Regions from separate parts of the Mus musculus genome. Here regions 2, 3, 4, 5 and 6 are each linked to region 1. Evidence: chromatin contacts called from public HiChIP or PLAC-seq and promoter capture Hi-C data. All regions are on one chromosome and are shown on one strand. The core of a region is the stretch at or near the end of the contact, and the rest is flanking DNA. Distances in the headings are between cores, read along the strand shown. Region 1 holds the start of Fmn2 (formin 2). Region 2 holds the start of Tagln2 (transgelin 2). Region 3 holds the start of Sdccag8 (serologically defined colon cancer antigen 8). Region 4 holds the start of Pea15a (phosphoprotein enriched in astrocytes 15A). Region 5 holds the start of Pigm (phosphatidylinositol glycan anchor biosynthesis, class M). Region 6 holds the start of Vangl2 (VANGL planar cell polarity 2).

What was found. Promoter capture Hi-C pulls out the DNA fragments that hold promoters and counts their contacts. HiChIP or PLAC-seq counts read pairs in DNA pulled down with a chosen protein or histone mark.
Region 2: a promoter capture Hi-C map of embryonic stem cells shows a contact between it and region 1, with 5 times the contacts expected there. The contact joins the promoter of Tagln2 here to the promoter of Fmn2 in region 1. A contact is called at or near these places in 3 of 39 promoter capture datasets (embryonic stem cells, hippocampal neurons and pre-B cells) and 6 of 115 datasets of contacts at active chromatin or transcription factors (astrocytes, embryonic forebrain, embryonic stem cells and 2 more).
Region 3: a contact with region 1 is called in a promoter capture Hi-C map of pre-B cells, with 4 times the contacts expected there. The contact joins the promoter of Sdccag8 here to the promoter of Fmn2 in region 1. A contact is called at or near these places in 1 of 39 promoter capture datasets (pre-B cells) and 1 of 115 datasets of contacts at active chromatin or transcription factors (astrocytes).
Region 4: a contact with region 1 is called in a promoter capture Hi-C map of pre-B cells, with 3 times the contacts expected there. The contact joins the promoter of Pea15a here to the promoter of Fmn2 in region 1. A contact is called at or near these places in 2 of 39 promoter capture datasets (embryonic stem cells and pre-B cells) and 1 of 115 datasets of contacts at active chromatin or transcription factors (astrocytes).
Region 5: a promoter capture Hi-C map of pre-B cells shows a contact between it and region 1, with 6 times the contacts expected there. The contact joins the promoter of Pigm here to the promoter of Fmn2 in region 1. A contact is called at or near these places in 2 of 39 promoter capture datasets (hippocampal neurons and pre-B cells) and 3 of 115 datasets of contacts at active chromatin or transcription factors (astrocytes, embryonic stem cells and forebrain).
Region 6: an H3K4me3 HiChIP or PLAC-seq map of embryonic forebrain shows a contact between it and region 1, with 5 times the contacts expected there. The contact joins the promoter of Vangl2 here to the promoter of Fmn2 in region 1. A contact is called at or near these places in 1 of 39 promoter capture datasets (cranial neural crest) and 2 of 115 datasets of contacts at active chromatin or transcription factors (astrocytes and embryonic forebrain).

Annotation. Positions count from the first base shown.
Region 1 is chr1:174,499,509-174,503,306 of GRCm38.p6, forward strand. Fmn2 (formin 2) reads left to right here and starts at 2,317. Exons shown (of 18, transcript NM_019445.2): 1 at 2,317-3,798. The coding sequence starts at 2,538.
Region 2 is chr1:172,497,436-172,501,595 of GRCm38.p6, forward strand. Tagln2 (transgelin 2) reads left to right here and starts at 2,811. Exons shown (of 5, transcript NM_178598.2): 1 at 2,811-2,897. Igsf9 (immunoglobulin superfamily, member 9) reads left to right here. Exons shown (of 21, transcript NM_001145800.1): 19 at 1-311; 20 at 562-689; 21 at 922-1,442. The coding sequence ends at 1,103.
Region 3 is chr1:176,812,579-176,816,479 of GRCm38.p6, forward strand. It overlaps Sdccag8 (serologically defined colon cancer antigen 8), which reads left to right and starts at 2,082. Exons shown (of 18, transcript NM_029756.3): 1 at 2,082-2,477. The coding sequence starts at 2,411. It also overlaps a transcript of Cep170 not described here.
Region 4 is chr1:172,204,517-172,208,569 of GRCm38.p6, forward strand. Pea15a (phosphoprotein enriched in astrocytes 15A) reads right to left here and starts at 2,288. Exons shown (of 4, transcript NM_011063.3): 1 at 2,081-2,288. Gm17224 (a long non-coding RNA gene) reads left to right here and starts at 2,467. Exons shown (of 5, transcript XR_865735.3): 1 at 2,467-4,053.
Region 5 is chr1:172,374,185-172,377,954 of GRCm38.p6, forward strand. It overlaps Pigm (phosphatidylinositol glycan anchor biosynthesis, class M), which reads left to right and starts at 2,347. Exons shown (of 1, transcript NM_026234.4): 1 at 2,347-3,770. The coding sequence starts at 2,515.
Region 6 is chr1:172,025,819-172,029,512 of GRCm38.p6, forward strand. It overlaps Vangl2 (VANGL planar cell polarity 2), which reads right to left and starts at 1,477. Exons shown (of 8, transcript NM_033509.4): 1 at 1,180-1,477.

The DNA.
Region 1 (3,798 bases), core at 1,067-3,566:
GGCCAGCCTGGTCTACAGAATGAATTCCAGGAGAGCCAGGGCTACACAGAGAAACTCTGTCCCCCCCCAAAAAAAATTCTTAAAAAATAGACTTCCTACATTTATTTTATTGTGTATCTCTTTGTGCTATATTTTAAGATAGGAGAAATACATAATATATACTAAGACACTGATAGAGCTTTCTTAAGAAGCTCAGCCTCCACTCTGTCTCCCTGCCAGTCTCCTCTTCTTCCTCTCTGTGGATAAGCTTAACCCCGAAGCATCTACTATCTCTTAATAAATTGAATACTTTACAAATTGACTAGCTGCCTCACTCTGACTTGTCCTGAAATTCTTTTTGGTGAATATCCTCAAGGGCTAGCTTTACCTTCCTGGCTGTCCCTAGACAGGGTAAGTCCTTGGGCTGCAGGAGGCAGCCCTGTCTGTCTCCCAGCTGATGTTACTGACAGGGTGGATCCCATTCATCCCCATTGCTCTTTATCATCGTCCCACCCCCCTTCCCATCCCCCATCCACAGTCCCTAATGTTTCTTCTACTACTTTTGTGACCTTATAATAGAGCTCTGTCAACTCTGACCTGCCTCTCAAAGGCCACCTATTCTCCCACATTCAAAGGACTTGGGGAAAAAAAAATCCGTTTTCTTTCTGCCTTTCTTTTAGCTCTCTGTCCTCCCCTCCCCCTTTGTCTCCTGAACTTCTTGGGTATATCACAGAAGAGAATAGCAAAGAAACAAACAGGTCTGAATCAAAGTTGCTCTGCTAGAGAAAGAGCAAGAACCAAGAATCAAGTATCTCAGTATGCAGCATTCAAGGAGGCCGAGAATTCTAGTGGCCTACAGGCAAAGTGTGCCCTGGGGCAGCCTGCATTCTAGAAGAGAGGAGCCAGTAGTCTTGTGAAAGAGGTGAAATAAAGGCTTTTCAGGCTCTCGGGATCCCTTGGAGACTGAGATATTACGCTGGCACAGTTATTAAAGCTGAGTTCTTCAAACTGTTTACTCAAAAAGGCCACCTAAGGACATCAGTCCACCTGCTCCAGTGAACACTTGTTTTAAAGATCATAGTTTGAGAAAGGATGGTAATTGCTGTCTGGATTTCCAACAAAGAGTAACATTGTTTTACAAATGCTACTTTTATGATTTTTTTTTGCTTTTATTGTTTGCAGCCTTTTAAAATACTAATGAAGCTTTAAGACATTTAACAAAAACTATAGTTTAATGTCATTAAAATAAAGAGGACAATTCACAGTAAGAAAAAGTGATTGTTATCTAGGTCTAAAACTTAGGAAGCCCTGGCCCTGGACAAAGTGTGCTTGGATGGGTTTGCTTGAGAAACTGGTCATCCTTTATAGCACAATGTCTAATTTCCTGTGTTTGTACCAAGGGCATTTTTTTTTCTTTTTCCTTTTATACAGCATCACATTGTGACATGTTTAATATTGATGAGTTTGACCTCCTGGGAGTTATAATTCATGCACCCCTTTTAAATACAAATGTTGTCTAATTTATATGGTAAACACATAGAATTTTGGAGATTAGCATGTTAATCAGCTTTAATCTCAGTATTTTCAGCATCCCCTACCTCTCTTTTCTCTGTCCAGAAAGGTCTCACAAAACCACTTTGGAAATGGCAGTTAACGTCCTGTTCTTGAAGAGGCTTGTGTATCAGGCAGAGAGTCTGGGGAAGGAACCTTTCCCTAAGTAGCATGTTCACAAACCTTAAGAGTGTGCAAAGCCATGGTCAAGTATTTAAGGGACAGGACAGACAGGACAGTCCACCCATTCAACAAGTATTTGAACTGGAGCCATACAGAAGTTCTCTCTCTCTCTCTCTCTCTCTCTCTCTCTCTCTCTCTCTCTCTCTCTCTCTCTCTCTCTCTCTCTCTCTCTGTGTGTGTGTGTGTGTGTGTTCCTGATGTTATGGTACTTCTGACCTGGAATTAGGCTTCGATTTTTCTCCTGTGTTTTTCTCTTTGCAGGTCTGCGAGCTTTGAAGTTTCATCAAACTGTTCCAACATTCCAGTTCTTGAAAAGAGGGCAACATGTTTTATTTTCAAGGTGGAGATGAAGGTCCCAGAGATAACCTGTCAGAAAGATTCTAAATTCGATCTAGTCTGGGATACATAAAGACAGCTCCTGCTGTCCCCACCCCCAATTATGAAGTACTAGAGATAGACGGGTTTTCCTACTTGGTTGCAGGAGGAGCCAAAGGGGGCACTGAAGGGGCGGCGGCGGTGGGCGGGGAGCCAGGCCAAGGCTGAGTCCTGTGCAGCCATTGGTGGGGAGTGCGCGCTGAACTGAGCATGTTCGCGCCCGCCAGCCAGGGCCGCAGCCACAGCCGCAGGGACGGCAGCCGGGAGAGCCACCGCGCATTATGCAAAGCGGCAGCAGATGTGAGCGGGGCCAGCTGGGCGCTCCTCGGCCTCCGCTCCCAACGGCCGGCCCAGCTGCCTGAATTGTCCCGGACACTCCCCTGGCCCTCTCCAGGGCCGAGATGGCCTGAGGACCCCAAGGCGCGGCGGCGCAGCAGTGGGGTTGAAACATGGGGAACCAGGATGGGAAGCTGAAGAGAAGCGCAGGTGATGCCTCCCACGAAGGCGGCGGAGCCGAGGATGCCGCGGGGCCCAGGGATGCGGAAATCACAAAGAAGGCGAGCGGGAGCAAAAAGGCGCTTGGCAAGCACGGCAAGGGGGGAGGGGGCAGCGGGGAGACCAGCAAGAAGAAGAGCAAGTCCGATTCTAGAGCCTCGGTGTTTTCCAACCTGCGGATCAGAAAGAACCTGACCAAGGGGAAAGGTGCCTGCGACTCGCGAGAGGATGTGCTGGACTCACAGGCCCTGCCGATTGGGGAGCTGGACAGCGCTCACTCTATAGTCACCAAGACCCCGGACCTCAGCCTCTCCGCTGAGGAGACAGGCCTATCGGATACCGAGTGTGCTGACCCTTTCGAGGTGATCCATCCCGGTGCTTCTAGGCCTGCTGAGGCTGGGGTAGGGATCCAGGCGACCGCGGAGGATTTGGAAACTGCGGCTGGAGCGCAAGATGGACAAAGGACCAGTTCTGGTTCAGACACGGACATCTACAGCTTCCACTCCGCTACGGAGCAGGAGGATTTGCTCTCAGACATCCAGCAGGCAATTCGTCTGCAACAGCAGCAGCAGCAGAAGCTGCTGCTCCAGGACTCCGAGGAGCCTGCAGCGCCCCCCACTGCCATCTCCCCTCAGCCTGGGGCCTTTCTGGGCCTGGACCAGTTCTTGCTGGGACCTAGAAGCGAGGCTGAAAAGGACACAGTACAGGCACTACCGGTGAGACCTGACTTGCCTGAGACCACCAAGTCTCTGGTGCCTGAGCATCCTCCGTCCTCCGGAAGCCACTTGACCTCCGAGACACCAGGTTATGCGACCGCCCCCTCCGCAGTCACAGACTCTCTCTCATCACCAGCCTTCACCTTTCCGGAGGCTGGGCCAGGGGAGGGAGCCGCCGGAGTTCCCGTGGCTGGAACTGGGGACACAGATGAGGAGTGCGAGGAGGATGCTTTTGAGGATGCCCCCCGCGGCTCTCCAGGGGAGGAATGGGTCCCAGAGGTGGAAGAAGCCTCACAGAGGCTGGAGAAAGAGCCGGAGGAGGGCATGCGAGAATCCATTACCTCCGCAGTCGTTTCTTTGCCTGGAAGCCCTGCGCCCAGCCCACGCTGCTTCAAACCTTACCCACTCATCACCCCCTGCTACATCAAGACCACCACTCGGCAGCTCAGCTCTCCTAATCACTCCCCGTCCCAGTCCCCCAACCAGAGTCCTAGGATCA
Region 2 (4,160 bases), core at 1,561-4,060, 2.0 Mb before region 1:
CCTGCAAATCTCAGGGCAGTGCTTCCTGGGACACTGATGGGGGTCGGGGTCTCCTCAGAGCCCCCTTACACAGCTTTGGCTGATTGGACTCTGAGGGAGCGGGTCTTGCCGGGCCTTCTTTCTGCTGCCCCTCGTGGTAGCCTCACCAGCCAGAGCAGTGGGAGGGGCAGCGCCTCCTTCCTGCGCCCTCCCTCCACAGCCCCCTCCGCAGGGGGAAGCTACCTCAGTCCAGCTCCAGGAGACACAAGCAGCTGGGCCAGTGGCCCAGAAAGGTGGCCCCGCAGGGAGCATGTGGTGACAGTCAGCAAAAGGTAAAGGCAGTATCCACTCGTTCTTGCCCAGGCCCTCCACCCTGCCCTGTCATTCCAGATCACCGATATCCCCACCCCCATACTCTTCCCCTTCCATTGTCCACTCCCACCCTGAGACCAGAAGACCCCTTATCTTGGAAGTTCTGCTGAGGTCCAGGAAGTGCAATCTGCTTTAGAGGAACCTCCGTTCACACTTTTCTGGTTACCGGCTACTCCTCTGCCCACGCTTCCCACCTGTCCTTTATAACAGGAGGAACACCTCTGTGGATGAGAACTATGAATGGGATTCGGAATTCCCAGGGGACATGGAGCTGCTAGAGACCTGGCACCCAGGCTTGGCCAGTTCTCGGACCCATCCTGAACTTGAGCCAGAGTTAGGTATGTGGCCCTCTAAGCTGGCTGTGCTCTCCCACACCCGCTCTCCCATGCTCTGAGCTGGTCTGTTTGTTTCCCAGGCAATTCCTGAGTCTCAGGCTCCCTGCCCTGCAGCATCTCTTGTTCCCTAGGCTCCCTGTGCTGCACGCAAAGGCCTTTTGGAGCCTCAGGACTCAGCCCTTCAGCCAGTGAGTCACGGCATCTCTTCTCACACAGTCCTGTCTTCCCCTTGAAGGTGTCAAGACTCCAGAGGAGAGCTGTCTCCTGAACCCAACCCATGCTGCCGGCCCCGAGGCCCGCTGTGCTGCCCTTCGGGAGGAATTCCTAGCTTTCCGCAGACGCAGGGATGCTACCAGGGCCCGGCTACCAGCCTATCAGCAGTCCATCTCTTACCCTGAACAGGCTACTCTGCTATGAGCCCGCTTAGTGTGAAACTAAGAAAGGCTTATATGGATTTGCAAAGGAGTCCAAGACTTTGGCTCCAAGCTGGGGCACTGCCCCTACCTCTCTGTGTCTCGGTGGCCTGGTGGTAGGCTTGAGTGAGCTTGGTATAGAGTTGGATGTACTGACTCTTTAATTAGTCTGGGAGCTGAACAGGAATGTGTGTGTGTGTGTGTGTGTGTGTGTGTGTGTGTGTGTGTGTGTGTGTGTGTGCGTGCGCGCGCGCAAGCGCGCGTTCGAAAGTGGTGTTTATGGTGTGGGTGCAGGTTTCTTTTTTTTAAAAAACAGGTGAATAATAAATGTCTGGAAACCGTTTCTCTGTCACCTCTCTTTGTGTTTAAGAGAGATGAGGAAGTCCCTGGATATGTACAGAGAGGGTTCTGAATGGGACACATTCAACAGTCATTCAAGAAAAAAGTTGTTGAGTGCCTAGTAGAGATCTGCTGTTAGGCCAGAAGCCATGAGAAAATAGAGAAATCACTGGGATAATGCCTTTGTCCTTGGGGAGTTCTCGCTAGTCACTGAGGCCAACTACGCACTGTGATAAAGCTGTAAGCTGGTTATCACATTGGCACAAAGAGTTCAGTTTGAGTCAATATTTAGTAAATACTTAAAACATGTGGGGATTCCTGGGACACTCACAGGAGACTGCTCAGAGTTCTTTCCATGTCCCGTCCACCGCCCGGAGTTTATTTTGTAGACTGGGCACGGCAACTAAAGCCAAAGGTGCTTTTGTAATTGACCAGAAGCCACACAAGCAGGTAACAGGCAGAGCAGGTGACGGGGCAGTGAAGGAAACCCACTTTCGGGCAGAGGAACACCCTAAAGGCACAGGGGACTGAAACTTGACATTCTGTGGGTCTGAGCGGGACTTTGGGGAATAGAGAAGTCAAAGGTCAGGGTGGAACTGGCTGCTGTTCTTTTAAATATCAGGCTCAACGGGGGACTCCATAACGTGAAGAAAGAAAAACACTGGTGGGTTTTAAATGGGGAACTCCGCTAACTACAGCCTGAAAAAGTAGGTGTTCTGGACACCCCTCAACTATTGCTCTTCACTCTTAAGGGGTAGAAAAGTGCCTGCCAACTTCCTCCACTAAGCCCCCGCCTCCAACCCTCCAAGATCTAAGAAGAAATGTCAATTTATTAAATGGGAGATGGAAGGGAGAGAGAGAACTGGGTCTGAATCCCAGGTCCCAAGCCCTACCACACCCTCAAGGCCCCGGGCAAGGAGTGACCTCACTGTTCTTTTTTTTTTTTTGCCCGGGCTTGAAGTTAAATGGCAAGCAGAACCACGTGGGGGTGCTGTCCCAGCCTGTAAGCACCAGACCTATTACTCCTTACTCTATCCTGTAGGAAGGCGCTTCCTGGACCTGAATTTACAAAAGGCCGGCCTTTTTGTAATAGTAGGCTTCTCATAGAAACAGGCCTGCGATCCTGAGCTAGCTAGTCTAGGCAGAAAGTTTCCTATTAGGATACAAGTCTATGGCTGGTGAATGCAGGTTGAGGATCCCCTGGGCGGAGACCTTTTGCAGCGGCGCCAAGGACTCCGCAGGTCCTTTACGGCTCATTCCTGCCTACTGACCACCTATCTTAAGCGCTCCAGCATTCCACGCGGCGGCGCCTTTAAACCCTCTTGGCCCTTGCCCCGCCCCTGGTCCGCCCCGTCTGAGGCGGGACCCCCCAGAAAACTCCAAGCCCGGCCGGGTCTTGAGCTCCACTCGCCGCTGCAGCCCCTGTCGTGCGTGCGCTCTCATCCAGCCCTCTTGGACGGTGAGCAGGACTGAGGGACCAAGGCAGCGGGGTGGGAGTTGGGGATTATGTGTGTGGTCTGTAGAAAGCAAGAAGCCAACACTTGAGACTTGCTTCTGGGAGCGTGGGGGTTGAAGACTGGCGGACGCTGGGGTCCCAACTGGGTGCCCCGCCCCGTGCTGTCAGGTCCGGTTCCCAAGCCTTCTCTGCATTGTTCAGCAGTTAAGCAAGGCAAGTTTTACGGGTGCACAAGACGGGGCGTCCGTCCCGACCCAAGAGGTCTGGTCCCAAGCCCCAGCCGTTTGCTCCAGCGTTGAGTTCTCTTTGGGGGGAGAAGGAAGGAGGGCGTCGGACGTCCGCAGGCTGCTGAGTGGCCGCAAGAACTAGGTTCTGGCGCGCGCTCCGGTCCATGAATTTACCGCGCGCCCCTTTCACTTCCTGGTCCAGGAGCACGTGTGGGTACTGCCTGCCTTCTGTGACCCCGAGACCGCCCTTTTGCCCCCCTCCTGCTAGTTCGTTTGTCCGGGTACTCGGGGTCACAGGTCTCCGGGAGTTATTTGCACAGTAGCCTGGTCTTCTGTGAAACCCCCTTCTTCTCCTGGAGCGCCTTTGACCTCGGACATCTCCGGGCTGCAGCCCTGACTGCACTCGGATGTGCCCTGTCTGTAGGGGTTGGCTGCTATCCAAACTCTCTTACCCTAGCCTGAGACCCGCTGCCCCCTCCCGTGCCCCCTGCTGCTGGGAAAGCCGGTGGTGGCCGCGGGCGGGCGGGCGGGCTGCCCAGACCTGCGTCACCCCAGTGGCGGGAGGGCGGTGGGTGACTCATCCACATTAACGGCCCAGGCAGGGTGTGGCCGTGGGGGTGGGGGGGACGGCCGAAGGGGCTGGACCGGAAGTAGATTACCTCCTTTTTGGGCTCTGCAGGCCTACCTGTGTTCCTATCCGAGAGGTTCTGGGATACGTGGTATCTGTGGAGCAAAAGCAGCGGTGATGGCAAGTGGAGGTGCGGTGTAGGAGACCAGTGGCTGGACGGGTCTCCTTGTTCCCTAGAGCAGTAGTCAGGGATAGCTCATCTCTAAGCTTCTCCCATTTTCTCTTCCCTGTAGCTCAGGGTACACCTCAGGCTTTGGGCCAAGGTAAGGAGGGGTGAGCAAGGTGTTAACGTTCCAAAGCCGCAAATAATCTTTGTCCTTGCGATCCCCTTGCACACCCTTGGTGTCTATGCTGGTCCCCAGGGGATTGGCCCCTAGTCAGTGTTCACCCCATGGCTTTGTCCTTCGAGAT
Region 3 (3,901 bases), core at 832-3,331, 2.3 Mb after region 1:
CAGATTGCTTGGTTTGTAACTTGCTATTTCCCAGGGCTGACTTCCTCAGTCCCTGCAGCCTAAATACATCGGGCTTTATCAGTAAAGATTTAGGTTCTGTATTTATAATGTAACTCTCACACTATCCTTCCACTTGCTCCTCCTCATCCTGCTTCATCCTATCGTCGGCTTGTTTTAAGCAAAAAGGTTGGCAAAGCACTGCAAATACCATAAGCTTAAGATTTCAAACGATTTTAAAGGATGCATTTTCAAGTAAATGTATTGTCTGCTTCAATAAATTCCTTCCTCTCCAAGTGGTTGAATTCTCATTAACAGAATAAAAACCAATCAATTTCATAAACTAAAACATAGGTGGCCTATGTTTTTGTTGTTGTTGTTTGCTTTAAGCAGATCCTAATGTATTCCCTTAGGAACATGAACGCATTACCCACCCAGTGGAAAAAATAATTCTGCTGGTTCATTTCCCTGCTAAACAACAGCTTCGCTGTCAGGCCCTACCTAAACCCAGCCCTCATTGTCACCTAGTAATTTTAAATTGATCAGCTTGGCAGACTTGGGACTCTAGCCTGTACAGCCTGTCTTTATACTCTTTGGGGATGGGGGTCAGGACGACAGTTTATACTCAAAATCAGAAAACAGAGATCATATGACTTAGGACACAATTCCTTGTCTTCCCGTACATGTCACGCAGCTGCTCTCTCTCTCTCTCTCCCTTGAATAAAAATGGAAGTGAACTAGACCCAAACCCAACAACTGAATCTTGGGACAATGAAGCCCACAGGAAGCCACTCGCTCCTCCCGTGGGTTTACTACCGAGCTGGAGGCTACGTGGTGTGCTGTCGCCCGGCAGCCTGCGTGACAGCACGTCTTCCACGCCCTCCCAACGCCATCTGAAGGCTAGTCGTCCGTCACCCCCTCCTCACCGCCGCCACCCTCCTCACACCCCGAAACCAACCCTACAAAAGGGATGGGCGCCCTGGAAAACTCCCTTGCCCAGCGGCAGCGCAGCCATTCCTTAGACGCTCCGCCCGCAGCGTTCCCAGGCAGCTCAGGCGGCGGCTACACAAAGCGGGAGTGAACAGAAGAGGACCGGGCGCACTGAAGGGAAGCCGGCCCTGTGCAGCCGGCCGCAGCCCATGGGGGAGGGGAGGGAGGGGACGGGAGGGCGGCGGCCGCGCGGGGCGTCCCGGTGGCGCCCCTCGCCCTCCAGGCCCGCACTCCATCCCGCCGCGGGCCGCGCCCAGGCCCCGGCCCCGGCCGCCGGAGCTATGGATGTGCAGAATCCCGGGCCATGCCGACCCCGAGCGCATCACTTACCCCTCACCGCAGAGAGGGACCGGACCGGGAGGCGGGGCGCGGCGCGTCCCGTCTGTCTCTGCCACGCTGTCCTCCCCCCACCCCCTCGCCGTTGTCGTCGTCGTCGTCGCCGCCGCCGTGGAGCTGGGGGCCCCTCGGTTCCGCTGGGCAATAACGTTATTCCACACACGCCCCACACATAGCGGGAACGGCAGCGAACGGCAGCTCAGTGCGCAGGCGCCTCGCAAAGGGCAGCGAGCCAGGTCCTCTCCCTCCTCCAGCCAGGGCCCAGCGATGCCTCACTGCGCAGGCGCCAGACCCAGACAATGAAAGGGGGCTTTGCAGAGGGTCTCACCCACACGCTCTCGCAGCTGCCCACTGCGCAGGCGTGCCCTCAAGACAGTCTTGAACAATAAAGAGCCGCTTGGCTGGAGTGGGACCGCAACCAACCAGGACTACGATTCCCAGCGGGCAGCGCGCCAACTCCACGCGGAGGGCGGGGCTCTGAGCAGGCTAGGAGTTGCAGTGTCCGTCACTTTCACAGTTTGGCTGTTTGGAAGATTTACACTTCATTTTCTAGAGAAAAACAGTTTTGACAGAACTCCTAACTAAAACCGAGTTTGCAGTGAATGCTTGCGAGGGCTCAGGGATCAACTCCACACCGGCCCGTTTTGAAGAGTCTTAAGTCCTTCACCGGGCCGGTTCTGTCAGCGAGTCTATCCAGCTGGCTGAGGATGGCAGGACAGCGGGACTAATCCAAGCGATGCAAAAGGGAAAGGGCGCGGCGCGCCAACCCGTCTCTTGGCAACAGCCTCAGGCCGCTAAACTGTCGGAGTGGCGCTCCGAGCGCATAGCCCTCTGGGAAGCGTAGTATAGCTGGAAGGCTCATAGGACTCTCGAGGCTGCAGGCTTTAAGCCTGAGAACTACAATTCCCGACGTTCACCATGAGGGCCAGGGGGTAGGAAGAGCCCCTAGGAGCTCGGTCCGGGGTTCCTGGTTCCCTAGTGACAGCAGCGACAGGAAGCAGGCAGGCATCCCCTCATCCCCAGCGCTAGGCCTGTCCTCGGAGGGGTGCACTGGATACTTTCCCGCATAACTCCCATCTCTGACCCCATGGCGAAGTCCCCAGGGAACTCTACCCTGGAGGACAGTCTGGGGCAATACCAACGGAGTCTCCGGGGTGAGTTGCTCCGAATCTCAGTGCCTAGTAGCTCTTAGGTACCACGGGCAATAGTGGGTTGTTTTTTGTTTTTTTGTTTTTGTTTTGTTTTGTTTTTTCCAGAGACTTTCCTTGAGCACTAGCCAGGCTGTGGAGGAAGACGACCGATGTTGCTCTGACCTTATGGATGAAATCTTTTAGTTTTGTTTTTAGGATTAAGCAGCATTATCCTTATCCTTGTGGTTGGTTACCTGACCCAACAAGGAACCTACATCTTGATTTAAGTGTCTTATCAACCAGTGCCAGCACAAACTCATGGGCAGCTCCATGCCACTTTTACCCTGTTGCCATACTGTTGCTGTTTAATTCAATAAATTCCTTATTTATATTTCTTACACATGCAAATTCTGGTGTAGTATAGCAAATCTGACGTATAAGTCCAGAAAGAAAACACTAATAGTTATTTGAAATAATACAATATCTACTGATCTACATTATTTTCATATAGCAAAGTATTTAAAACTTTATCTCACTAATGACTCCATTTTACTGGTCAGGAAACCAAAGCCAAAACTCACACAGCTGGTTGGTAGCGGCAAAGGCATGTACAGAATTCAGGCCTATCCACCTTCAAAGCCTATGCCTTTCTTATTAATCAAGTAATAATTACTATAATCGAAGCCTAGCTTAGTTAATTCAAGTTTTCTGAGCAAAGAACCAGAAGAATAATTATCTGGCAAAGTGCTCTCCATACTCATAGCTAGCTAGCTCTGTTCTTTTGACCACATGTGAAATCTCCGGAAACTTGAGACTTTGTTATAGTGAATTCGTGGTGTCAACTACAACATGATTATTATGGAGAACAAGTTAACCAAAAGAATAATGAACATAAGACTGATTTATTTTCAGAAGTTAAGAAATCTGTAGCAAGAAATGTGTGCTAGGGGCTGGGAATGTGGCTTAGTATTAGAATGCTTGTCTGGTGTGTGGAAAAGAAGGAAGGAGAGATGGGCAAGTTAATGTGGGACTTAGAAAGATTTCACTAAAGACTTTATTCCACGGGTTATGATGTACTTTTTCCTATTCTGCATTTTCATAACCCCATATGCTATGGCCAACAGATAAAATATTTGAATCATTTATAACCTGAATTATTCAGCAAATGATAACTCAATGCCTGATTTGGATTAGCCATATTAGGTGATGAATCGGCCACAAGTCTCTATGGTGTGGAGTCTTTGGATTAATGAGGGAGACAATAAGCAAAGCAATCGCAGATTGCTATAGTTCAAAATAAGGGTGTAACCAATGTTTGGCACACAAATGCTTATTGAACGTTAGCTGCTAGCATTTGCTTCCTTTAAAATTTAAATCCTTTTCTGAGAAGACTAGAAAGTTTATCTCCGTAGGACTTTGTAGGCTATTGTTTGTCATCTGTATCCATT
Region 4 (4,053 bases), core at 1,038-3,537, 2.3 Mb before region 1:
CTCCAAAATGTACATCTAAAAAAACGGAAAAACAGGTTGCCTCTGAGAAGGGGGAGGGCCATGCCCAAGATGGAGGCAGCCAGAGCTAACTGGCCTGGGATTAGGCAGGGCAGAGCGGGGCTTGCTGGTTATGAGCGGGGATGAGCCCTGTGTGACTAGCTAGCTTTCCCAGCTTTCCCCTTCCTGGTTTAGTTTCTCTCTCCCTAGTCATCTTTAGTTTATTTTTCTGCCTCTTTCAGTTACTCTTTTTTTGGGGGGGTTTCTTTTTTGTAATTTTGTCTCCCACCCCTCTCCCACCTGGGAGGACCAAAACCCAGGGCCTTGGGCTTGACAGGCAAGCACTCTACCATTGAGCTAATTCCCACCCCCCTTTTATTCTTTTACTGGGCACTGAGGCCTCCCAGCTCTTCCTGCTCACTCCATTTGGCGGTAGCCATGGATACATTTGAACTTGGTAAGACTCTGTGTTCCCACCTAAGTACCCAGAGCTACCATAAGGAAGGGATGAGCCTTCCGGATGGAAAGAGAGAGCAGCGGCTTGGGAGGGACTGATGCATACTGGGTGGCTACTGACCAGCCGGCGGAGATGGCCATCTTGACAGTGTACATGAAGGTGTGTGTGTGTGTGTGTGTGTGTGTGTGTGTGTGTGTGTGTGTGTGTGTGTGTGTGTGTGTGTGTGTGTGTGTGGTGTGTTACAGTGTGGCTCTGTGCCCTTATGTATGACAGCGTATGTACACCTGCCGAGCACAGGTGTCACACAAGTAGTAGGCGGCCAGGGAAGCTGGCAGCCTAGAGCTTGCTGGCGGTCTCCCCACGAGAGTGTTTAACCGCAAAGGGAAGAGCAATTAACGCTAATCGCTCCTACAGCCTGGGGGGGCCAGACGCACAACCTAGAGAAACAATATACAGCCTGGGGGGCCAAACACAGGAACCTAGAGAAACAAGGCTCCCTAACTTGAGATTCTCGTCCTCTCCAGCACCCTTCCTGTGCCTCTGGCCACCTCTTTCCTTTTCTCTGTGGCTCTCTGGTCAGCTCTCCCTGTCTTCTCACACATTCCTCTCATTCTCTCTCCCCCTGACTTGGGTTCCATCCTTGGCTGACTCATTCTTTTCACCCTCTCCCTGGCTTCTACTCCTTCCTCCATCCTTTGGCCATATTGATGTCCAGGCTCTAGCCACTCCCAGGTACCCTATGCTCTAAACTGGCAGTCAGCAACAAAGGTCACAAGAAGCCCCTCACCCAGGTAAGAGCACAGGCTCACCAGTCCTTGAGGTATTGCCCACTAAAACTGTAAAATCTGGGTGTGTTTGTGGACAGTGGTCCTTTCCACCCACTACTGAACATTCGTGTTAAGACTGATGCTGGTCAAGGAGACTCCACATGGGAGGTAACAAACGGGTTGTGGTGGGTGGGTGGATGCCTAGTGCAGGGGTGTTGTGATTTGGTTTGTATGAGAGGATGTGTGTAAGTCACATGGGTGTGTGTCACTGTGTGGTTGGCTGTCTTTTTTTTTTTCTTAAAGGTGTGTTTCTGTCCCTGTCGGTTTTGACAAGGATTGTTTTAAAAATTAGTGTCTTTATATTGGCTACATCATTCCTATGTATCCCCAGCCCCTTTCCTCTGGGCAAGCTTCCACCAATCCCACTCTCCTCAGATGCAGTAAACTGGGTGTGAGAGTACCCAGACCAGTTGCCTGCTGCCGGAGGAACTGAAGCAGGGCTGAGCTGAGCCTGGACGCCTGCAGAGGCGAGTCCGAAGCTAAAGCGAGGAGGGAGGGGCGGGAGCTGGCCTGGCTCGGCCGGCTGGGCGGGAAGCAGGCTACATCCTAATCCCCAGGCCCCGTCGGACTCCCAAACTGCTGTTCAGCACGGAATGGGCGGATGAAGCCACGCTGCCTGTGACACTCTCCAGTCTCTGGATGCATGGACAGAGAAGGACCCCATGGAGCCTGACACCGTGGACCTGTCTGAATCCTCAAGCTCCCCTATTTGTCCCCTGCGTCCGGGATCGTGACCCTCCAAACCCAGATCCCCAATCTACCTCCTCCCCACGACACATCTTCCCTCTGCCCCTCTCACCGCCTCCGGAGCTGAGAGCTCAGGGTGCGGGCACTCCCGGGTCCCCGGTTCCTAAGCAGCGTCTGGAGCCTGCTCCTTGGCTCCTGCCACCGCTGCCGCCGATCCTGCCGCCGCCGCCTCTTCCGCCCGTGGAGCAGAGCTTGAGCCCAGCACCGCCTCACCCCACCCGACTGGCCGGTGATGTCAGAGCCGGGGAGGGGCGGGGGGCGGGGAGCGGGGAGGAAAGGGGGAGGGGAAGCAGGAGGGGACAGGGACTGGGGACTGGGGTTCTGGAAGGCTCCTAGGATGGGGGCAGGACTGGGATGGAATATGGACTCTTCCCCTTAAACTGTGAGAAGATCCTCGTTTTTTTCCTAATGGGTCACTTTCCTGCCCTCTGACCTTTGGTTGGTCACGATGGCCAGGACCCCTGGAAGGCAGATCAATTTGGATTGGGGGATTTGGAAGACCTATGGCCTCTGGGTTCTCTTAGCTACTTCGCTTTGGTATTTAGAAATCCTATTTCCTAGCCTTATAGATCAGAGACTCAGTAGGAAACGGTCAAGTTTATCCACGCTAGGAATAAAAATGGGACAGGGGCAGGCAGCAACAGGGAAATCTCTTTTACTTGGCCCGGGGCCATGAGCTCTTGTGTATAATAGCAGCTGGACCCCTGAGCACCTCCTGCCTTTCCCAAATATACCCCCACACACGCACCCCCACACCCCCACACACTATGATGTAATTTTATTTTCTGGAGGAAAAAAGCCATGAGCTCAGCATGCAAATATAGACAACAAAGCCACACTTAGCTGTCTCCTAGCTCTGTCCTTCTGCCTAGGCCCAGTGTGATAATTCTCACTTCCCCTACACCTCAGGGACTTTCCTCCTCCAGAGGCTCACTCAGCCGGGCTGAAAGAGGGAGGAGGGAGGAGGGAGAATTGGAGAAGCATCCGATTTTCACCCTACCTCCATGAGGGGCGTCAGCTCAGCTCTGCAAGTGCCTGACCCTGAGAACGGCTTCAATGTTTGCACACCACCAGGAACACCCCATTTTGCCTTCAGGTCCAGCTGATCAGAGACCCTTCCAGAAGCCTAAGATGAGCCCCTTCTTCTGGGAGGAGCAGGTCCTGGTCCTGTGCCTTAGGTTTCATATATAGTTCTTCTCTTTGCTCCTCTTACCCCCAGCCCCACCCCCACCCCCCACATGGCTGCCCATTGCTCCTTTGAGGGTAACTAATATACCCTCAGAAGTTGCTTTTGTTTCTGAGTCGCTGTAGGGTCGGAATCTATCATGTTGACCCATCTTTGAGACACAGAGTGACTGTACACTTTTGCATAGACATACCACATTTACATGAGACAAATGAGGCAGAGCAAAACACAGAGAATGTGGACTTTATACTTATTCTGTTTCCATAGACAAATTAAGTCCATAAAGTTGAGGATACCAGTCTCACTTCATAGGGTTCTTCTGAGAATCAGGAATAATAAAGTTTTTAGGGACTGGTACCAGATAGGTGCAAAAAAAAAAAATCAAAGACATGTAGTCTAGTATCTTTTGATCTATATGAAGTGAATCCCATAATATTTTTATGATGTAACCTAATACCCAATTACCTATTAGTTATCCATTACATGTGATTAGGTCGATTAGATATCTGGTTTCTGCTTTATATACTTCTGTCGCTTTCCCTAAGAATACTTCCTGGATTTGACTGTGGAGAGTGACAACTTTTCTAATCTTAGGACTCATTTTTCTATACTTAGACATCCAATAACTTTGCTCTGCCTTAACAAAAACTAGTAGCATGCATAATATGGTGATATACCACCGTAAGACTTAGAATGTTGAGGCAGGATTATTCCCATCTTCGGCTACATAGTGATACCCTATCCATAAACAACAACAAAGGATGTTTCCTTATTTAGAAGCTTATTCGGGAGTTTGGTCCTTTCATGCTCCCATCTTGTATATGTTTACTCCCACCTGA
Region 5 (3,770 bases), core at 1,097-3,596, 2.1 Mb before region 1:
GGAAGAACTTCCCATCCAGTGGCCAGCCCTTCCTGCTGACTTTTCCTCACACTGGAACATTTCAATAATGGTTTCACCCAGTCCTTTTCTTGCTCCTTCCCTTGTTAAGGTAAGATCCCTTAACAGATACATTGCAAATTCAGGCAAGCCAGGGGAAGCGAGCCAGTAAGGAACATCCCTCCATAGCTCTGCATCAGCTCCTGCTTCCTTATAGAACCCAGAGATAGTGCCACTCACAAGGGGCCTGCTCCCCTTGATCACTAATTGAGAAAATGTCCCCAGAGCTGGATCTCATGGAGGCACTTCCCCAACTGAAGCTCCTTTCTCTGTGATAACTCCAGCCTGGGTCAAGTTGACACACACAGCCAGCCAGTACAGTGGGGAACACTTCCCAGGTTCCGACCCCACGGCAGGAAATAGTATCTGTTCAAAAGCTCTGCCACTTTCTGCAGCTCGCTCATGCGACTCCAGGGAGAGACTGATTCTTTTGATTAGCAGTTTCCTTTCCTTCCTGAATTGGTGTCTCTCCTACTTATTAGGCCAGCCATAGAGGGAGAACTAGCTGAGGCTTTTCTGCCAGAATACAACAATCACAACAACAACACCTACCAAGAAGAACCCTTTACTTATATTCAGACATCTCTCTTATATTCTTTATGGAGACTGAGCGTCACTTACCTATAACTCACAAAGGAAGAGAAATATCAAACCAGGGATATAAAGCATAACAATGAGAGAGAATATCAGAAAGACTTAAAGAAGAGATTGAGAAAAAGAAATGGAAATTAGAATTCCATATCAGCGTTTTATTTGAACGTTTGTCGCACAATCATTGTTATCCTGGGCTAGACAGGCCTACTTTCAATTCCAGTTCTGCTACTAGTTGGCTATGTTTTATTTATTCTCCATAAATCCTGATTTTGCTCATTGATACAGATAGGGATATCTACTTTACATTAAAAAGTAGTTAGTATGTCTGACAACTGGGAATAAGTCCTTAACAAATAACAATTATGATAATTTAGGCCACGTATACTGTGATAACACAGTATCATTCAAATAACTCTTGACAGGCTCGACTTCTAAGATCAAGCCAGACAGTCTGTGTCAGTTACCATGTGCCTGCAACTGTAATGCAAGGAAGTACAAAGAAATACATACTTTCTACTCTCAAGAACCCTACAATTTAGTTATAAGGTTATTTGAATGGTAATGTGTTATCACAGTATATTATGGGCAATGCATAGTAAAAAACCAATAGAGGTAGTTATTAATCTACACCATGTAATTACATCAAAGCACAGACATACCAGACTATGACTAGAGGTTAATACGGCTCACTCAAAGGATAAATGTGAAGTGTAGGATGAGAGATGTCTAGGCCGAATGGAGCCACTTCTATGGTAATCTAGAAGACATTCCCTAGGGGCAGGCTCAGTTTGTAAGATCAAGGCAGTCTGCGTCAGTTACCATGCGTCTGAGACTGTAATACATTACAAGAAAGTACAAAGAAATAAAGAAATACTTTCTACTCTCACGAACAATTTACTTGAAACTGAAAACATTGTAAAATAAAGTATGAAGTTCTTGGCCCGGCGTGGTGGCGCACGCCTTTAATCCCACCACTTGGGAGGCAGAGGCAGGCGAATTTCTGAGTTCGAGGCCAGCCTGGTCTACAGAGTGAGTTCCAAGACAGCCAGGACTATACAGAGAAATCCTGTCTCGAAAAACCAGAAAAAAAAAAAAAAAAGAGTATGAAGTTTTAAAAAGTCAATTATAAGTGCAGTAAGAAATCAGGAAAAGAATGAAAGAGTTGGAGTCTTTGGCAAGAAACTAATAGTGGTAGGGTGAACGGAGTGGGTTGACGGCCGATTTTGACCTAGTTGAAGAGTTCTTGAAAAGAACGGAGTTGACAGTACTCCAGGGGAGACAATCTAGACGTATTTCGGTAGGAGGAACCTTCTTATCAGGGTAAAAAGACTATTTTATTTTAGGCTTATTCTTTCCATCTGTATTTCCCACTCTCAGTCCTCCAAGCCAGTTGGGCGGGATGTAAGTAGCAGCAGGTAGCAGCTCACTGTGTTCAGCGTCCTCCTCCGTAGATCTGAGCTGGGAACGCGGAAGCTCTGGTTACTAAAAACAAAGTTCACCCAGGTCCCAGGTCCACGACATCTCAGCCACTCCGGGATTTCCGGACAGCGGAAGCGTCGCCAATAAGGGACCGGAAATCCCGCCTTCGCCGGAGGAAGCTGCGGACGCTAGACAGCCAATCCCGAGGAAGGCAATCGTTCCGCGGAGACAGCTGAGAGCCCGCGCGGGGCTGGAGGCCGGAAGTACCGTGGGGGCGGGACTTGGGGTGCCGGAAGTGATCATTCCTCGGTTCTTCCTGTCGGTGCTGTAGCAGAGGAGATGCTCCCGGCGGCTGAGAGGCGTCAGCCCGAGGACGGTTAGCGAGAGGGGCGCAGTGTGGACCCGGGGCCGGGCCGGGCCGGGCGGGTGGCCCGCACTCGGACCATGAGCTACCCCATGCACTGGGGGGAATGGATCCTGAACTTTCGGGTGCCGCCCGCCGGGGTGTTCGGCGTGGCCTTCCTGGCCCGGGTCGCCCTGGTTTTCTACGGTGTCTTCCAGGACCGGACTCTGCTGGTGAGGTACACCGACATAGACTACCACGTGTTCACGGACGCCGCGCGCTTCGTCACGGAAGGGCGCTCCCCGTACCTGCGGGCGACCTACCGCTACACCCCGCTCCTGAGCTGGCTCCTCACCCCCAACGTCTACCTCAGCGAACTCTTCGGCAAGTTTCTCTTCATCAGCTGCGATCTCCTCACCGCCTTCCTCCTGTACCGCCTGCTGCTGCTCAAGGGGCTGGGGCGCCGCCAAGCCTGTGGCTACTGCGTCTTCTGGCTTCTCAACCCTTTGCCCATGGCGGTGTCCAGCCGGGGCAACGCGGACTCCATCGTCGCCTCCCTGGTTCTCTCGACCCTGTACTTCATAGAGAAACGGCTCATCGCGTGCGCCGCGGTGTTCTATGGCTTCGCGGTGCACATGAAGATGTACCCGGTGACCTACATCCTCCCCATAGCGCTCCATCTGCGGCCCGAGCGCGACGATGACGAGCGTCTCCGGCAAGCCCGGTTCTCTTTCCAGGCTCGTTTGTACGACTTCCTGAGGAGGCTGTGTAGCTGGGCAGTGCTGCTTTTCGTAGCAGTTGCAGGGCTCACGTTTGTTGCCCTGAGCTTCGGTTTTTACTATAAGTACGGTTGGGAGTTTTTGGAGCACACCTACTTTTATCACCTAACTAGGAGGGATATCCGCCATAATTTCTCTCCGTACTTCTATATGCTGTATTTGACTGCCGAGAGCAAGTGGAGTTTTACTCTGGGGATTGCGGCGTTCCTGCCACAGTTCATCTTGCTGTCAGCCGCATCTTTCGCCTACTACAGAGACCTTGTCTTCTGCTGTTTCCTTCATACGTCCATTTTTGTGACTTTTAACAAAGTCTGCACCTCTCAGTACTTTCTTTGGTATCTCTGCCTTCTGCCTCTGGTGATGCCACTGGTGAGGATGCCTTGGAAAAGAGCCGTAGTCCTCTTACTGTTCTGGTTCATAGGACAGGCCTTATGGCTGGCTCCTGCATATGTTCTAGAGTTTCAAGGAAAGAACACCTTCCTGTTTATTTGGTTAGCCGGTTTGTTCTTCCTTCTGATCAACTGTTCCATACTGATTCAGATTATTTCCCATTACAAGGAGGACCGCCTAACGGAGAG
Region 6 (3,694 bases), core at 227-2,726, 2.5 Mb before region 1:
CTAGCAAAGACGAGCACATATCCACAGCTATCCATCAGTACAGGTTACTCACAAGAGCACAGATTCACACACACACACTCACACCCCTTCCCACCACACAGGTGCATACACACCTACCCCATATATGCCTACCACCCATTCAGCTTTTATAAACCCACCTTCTCTAATACCTGCCCATCTCTTTCCCATAAGCCCCTCTCTCAGCACATACACACACAGACACACACCCCTTCCCTTGAGTATACACACAAATACATACCCAAATACACAGCAGATGTGTGTGGTCAGCTCTCTCTCTCTCTCTCTCTCTCTCACACACACACAGAGAGAGAGAGAGAGAGAGAGAGAGAGAGAGAGAGAGAGAGAGAGAGAGAAACATCTACACATCCAAACCCAGGGCCCACCTGCAGGAACACGCAGTACGTCAAAGCGTATATGCACACACACACACACACACACACACACACACACACACACATACACACACAAAACAAAGAATCATGCATACTGATCCCCCAACCAACCCTTTAAAACTCACTAATGCAGTGCTTAGGACCTTCGATGAGTAAATAGGACAAGGGACAAATATGATGTCGTTGGTTCCCCACACACACCCCAACACACATTCACCAGTATCGCCGCAAGTCCCATCCTTGGGCTACACACACACACTGCTGTGCGGGGCCATCTCTCAAGGATCCACTCTACCCCCTAAACACATACCTGCCCCTTCCTCCCCACACTCCAAAGGTGTGTATGCATCCCTACATACCTTCAGCTTCCAATACCTCCAGCCTCCGATCCTTCCACGGCCTCTCCCACCACCTCCAACACACGCTACCCAATCCCCGGCTTCAATGGGTTCCCTTGGGATCGTTCAGGCGCCCGCCCTGGGCCCCCCGGCCCAGGAAAGTCCCCGGCTCTTAAGGCCTGGGCTCCGCCCCTTCCCCATACGCCCCTTCCCCTCCCCAAAGTTGGGGTTACTCCGCTGTGCAGTGGAGGACAGACCGGAAGGGGGTGCCTCAAGCCCCCCTTCCCCCAGAAGCCATCCTGCTTTCTCCAGGGCCGGGCGCTCCCTGGTCTTTTGCATGGTTTCCTTCTTTTTTCTGTTGCTTTCTTTCTTTCTTTCCTTTTTTTTTTCCGCAAACTTTGCCCGCGCCCCCGCGGCCCGCCACTCACCCGCCACTGCGAACAGCCCGGTGGACTGGGCGCACGCCCCACTCCGCTCCGCGCCTTTGTATCCGCAGCGCACCCGGTCTTTCCGAACTCCGCGCTCCAGAACCGGCAGCGCGGGCGATGGGGGTTGACGAGGGGGGCTCCTGAGGTCGCTCACCCCGGCTCCGTCCCAGACCACTCGCCTGTTTCCCCCTCGAGGCCCCGGGGGCAGGGGGCCGGAGGGGACTGCAGGGCACTCAGGCTCCCATGGCGGGACCCAGAACCAAGCAATCGGGGATCAGGAATCAGATCTGGAGCCGGCGGCGGAGGGGGAGGGGACCAGAGGGGGAGGGGACCAGAAGGGGGCAGGGGGCGGGGAGAGAGCTCCCAGGTGCCGCCTCCCGGCTGTTCCCGCAGCCGCCGCCCCTCCCGCTGCTGCGTCCATTGTCTGCGGCCCGGCTCTTCCCCGAGTCGCGGCACCCCCAGCCCTGCGCCTGGCCATGCCCTGCGCCCTCTGGATCCTGGGAATCCGCTCCTGGCTTCCAGACCTGGCCAGGAAGGTGTGCTCGAAGCTGCCTCGGCTCTTGGCTTTGGTCCAGCCCGCAGCCCCTCTTGGAGCTGTCTTCTTCGACCCCCGATTGAAAACCTTTCCCCTAGGCCCTGATGTTGGCCATATTCTCTTCTTTAGAACCACAAACCTGGTCTCACAAACTCCAGTGGAATCTGAGACGTGGGGAAGATTGGTCCCCTCCGGCCTAGAACTGCGAAAAGGGTCATCCCTGATATTAATTAGTGACAAGAGACAGGCCCCTCTCCCATGTATACGGTATTTCCCTGACACCATACCCCTCCTTCTTCCAAAAATAATTTAATTACTCGGTGTTCTAGCTGTGAGCGAAGACCGCCTAGTCAGACTGGGACGCTCACTCATTAACACGTTTTCCTCCCCTCTGGTTTGAGTGTTGGGATTAATTACAAAGGGAATCCTGCCCTAGGGGAGAGGGGGAGGGGGAGAAGACGAGGGCCCGCGACTTGGGGCACCAGAGGAGAGGGGGGCCTTCTCCCAGGAAGCCTAGAGAGAGAGGAAAAAAAAAAAAAAACCCGGGTGGATGCGGAACTCCAAAACTTTTGGCTAATTTAGCTTTGCAGGTAGGACCCAGGGAATGTAGGCTAGAATAAAATATCTGGCACATTTAGGGCATTTCCAGTTCAGAGCACACTAAGAAACAAACCAGTTAGAGTTGCTAAAGTGCCTAGGAACCCAACAGGGACGAGCCCACCATAAAGTAGCTGTGGGAAGGCCAGGTTGCCCTCGGAGTGAATGAAAGCAAAAGTATTATTACATTATTACATTGCTGCTAGTACTATTTACCTTGTAACCTGCCACTTACCTAGAACAGTGCCGCTTCAAAAGCATCTTCGAACACGTTTCCACACCCCCACCATCTCCACCTTCCAATTCTGATACCTGCCCCTCCCAACCCTGTGATTAAGAAATCCCAGAGAAGGCGACTCCCAGTCTCTGTTCCTTTCTCTAATGGAGTCTTCCCTAAAACTCAGGCACATCTCTGTTATACATTCGAACCAGTCCCCAAATGAGGACAGATTGTCTTTGTCCGCATATGGCTGTTCAAAGGTGAAGAAGCTAAACAAACGCTGCTTCCCTTCAGCTCTGCCCAAACCCTTGTTTCTCTCCAGCCACTGTTCCCGCATATTAGCAAAGAACTTAGCGTTAAGACGACGTGAATGAAATACAGTCATAGTTTCAAGTACCACAGTCTCTGCAAACACAATGACCTTCCTTCACCTACGTCTGTCATGTGCCAGGCACTGGACTGCTCTGGGGGTCCTGTAACCACACCAGGAATGCAAGGAAAGAGCAGAACAGTGGAAGACAGTAAAAGGAGACAGAAAGACCTCAGAGTCCCCTTACCTGTCCAAAGCACACCTCCAGTGTTGAGCACTAGTCTATAACTTGACAGTGTTAGAACTGCCACATTACGTTGCGGGCAGGATCTCTTTTATGTTTAGTGTAAATTATATTCACATTCTGCCAGCTTGTTTCCCAGACCCGGAGACAGGCCCCAAAGAATTGGAAATGAGTTTCTGACGTCAGAATTACAAATGACTTTGTAGAGCGGGCCCCAGCTGAAGTTTGAGATGTAAGTCAAGATGTCACGAACGTACGTACGGGAGACTTCAGGATTGATGTCTGTTAAGTGTGAAACGGGAATACACTCAGTTCTTCCTCTCCTCCCAGAACCAGATGTAATTGAGAAGTTACATCTGCAAGGAGAGTACTGCCTTAAACAGGTGTCTGACATTAAATGTAATCATTCTAGTGCTTCCTATCCAACAACTCTCTGAACAAGCCTCCACTCTCGCCCTTAGAATGAATTTCACACATCTTCAAATCTCAGAGAGTAGTGAAGCCAAGACCCAAAGACAAGGGTCAGGCATTCAGGATCTGAAGGACTTAGCCTAATTCTTTAGGAAGAAGAAGAGCACCCAGGTAGGTGGCATCTAACCACAATTTTCC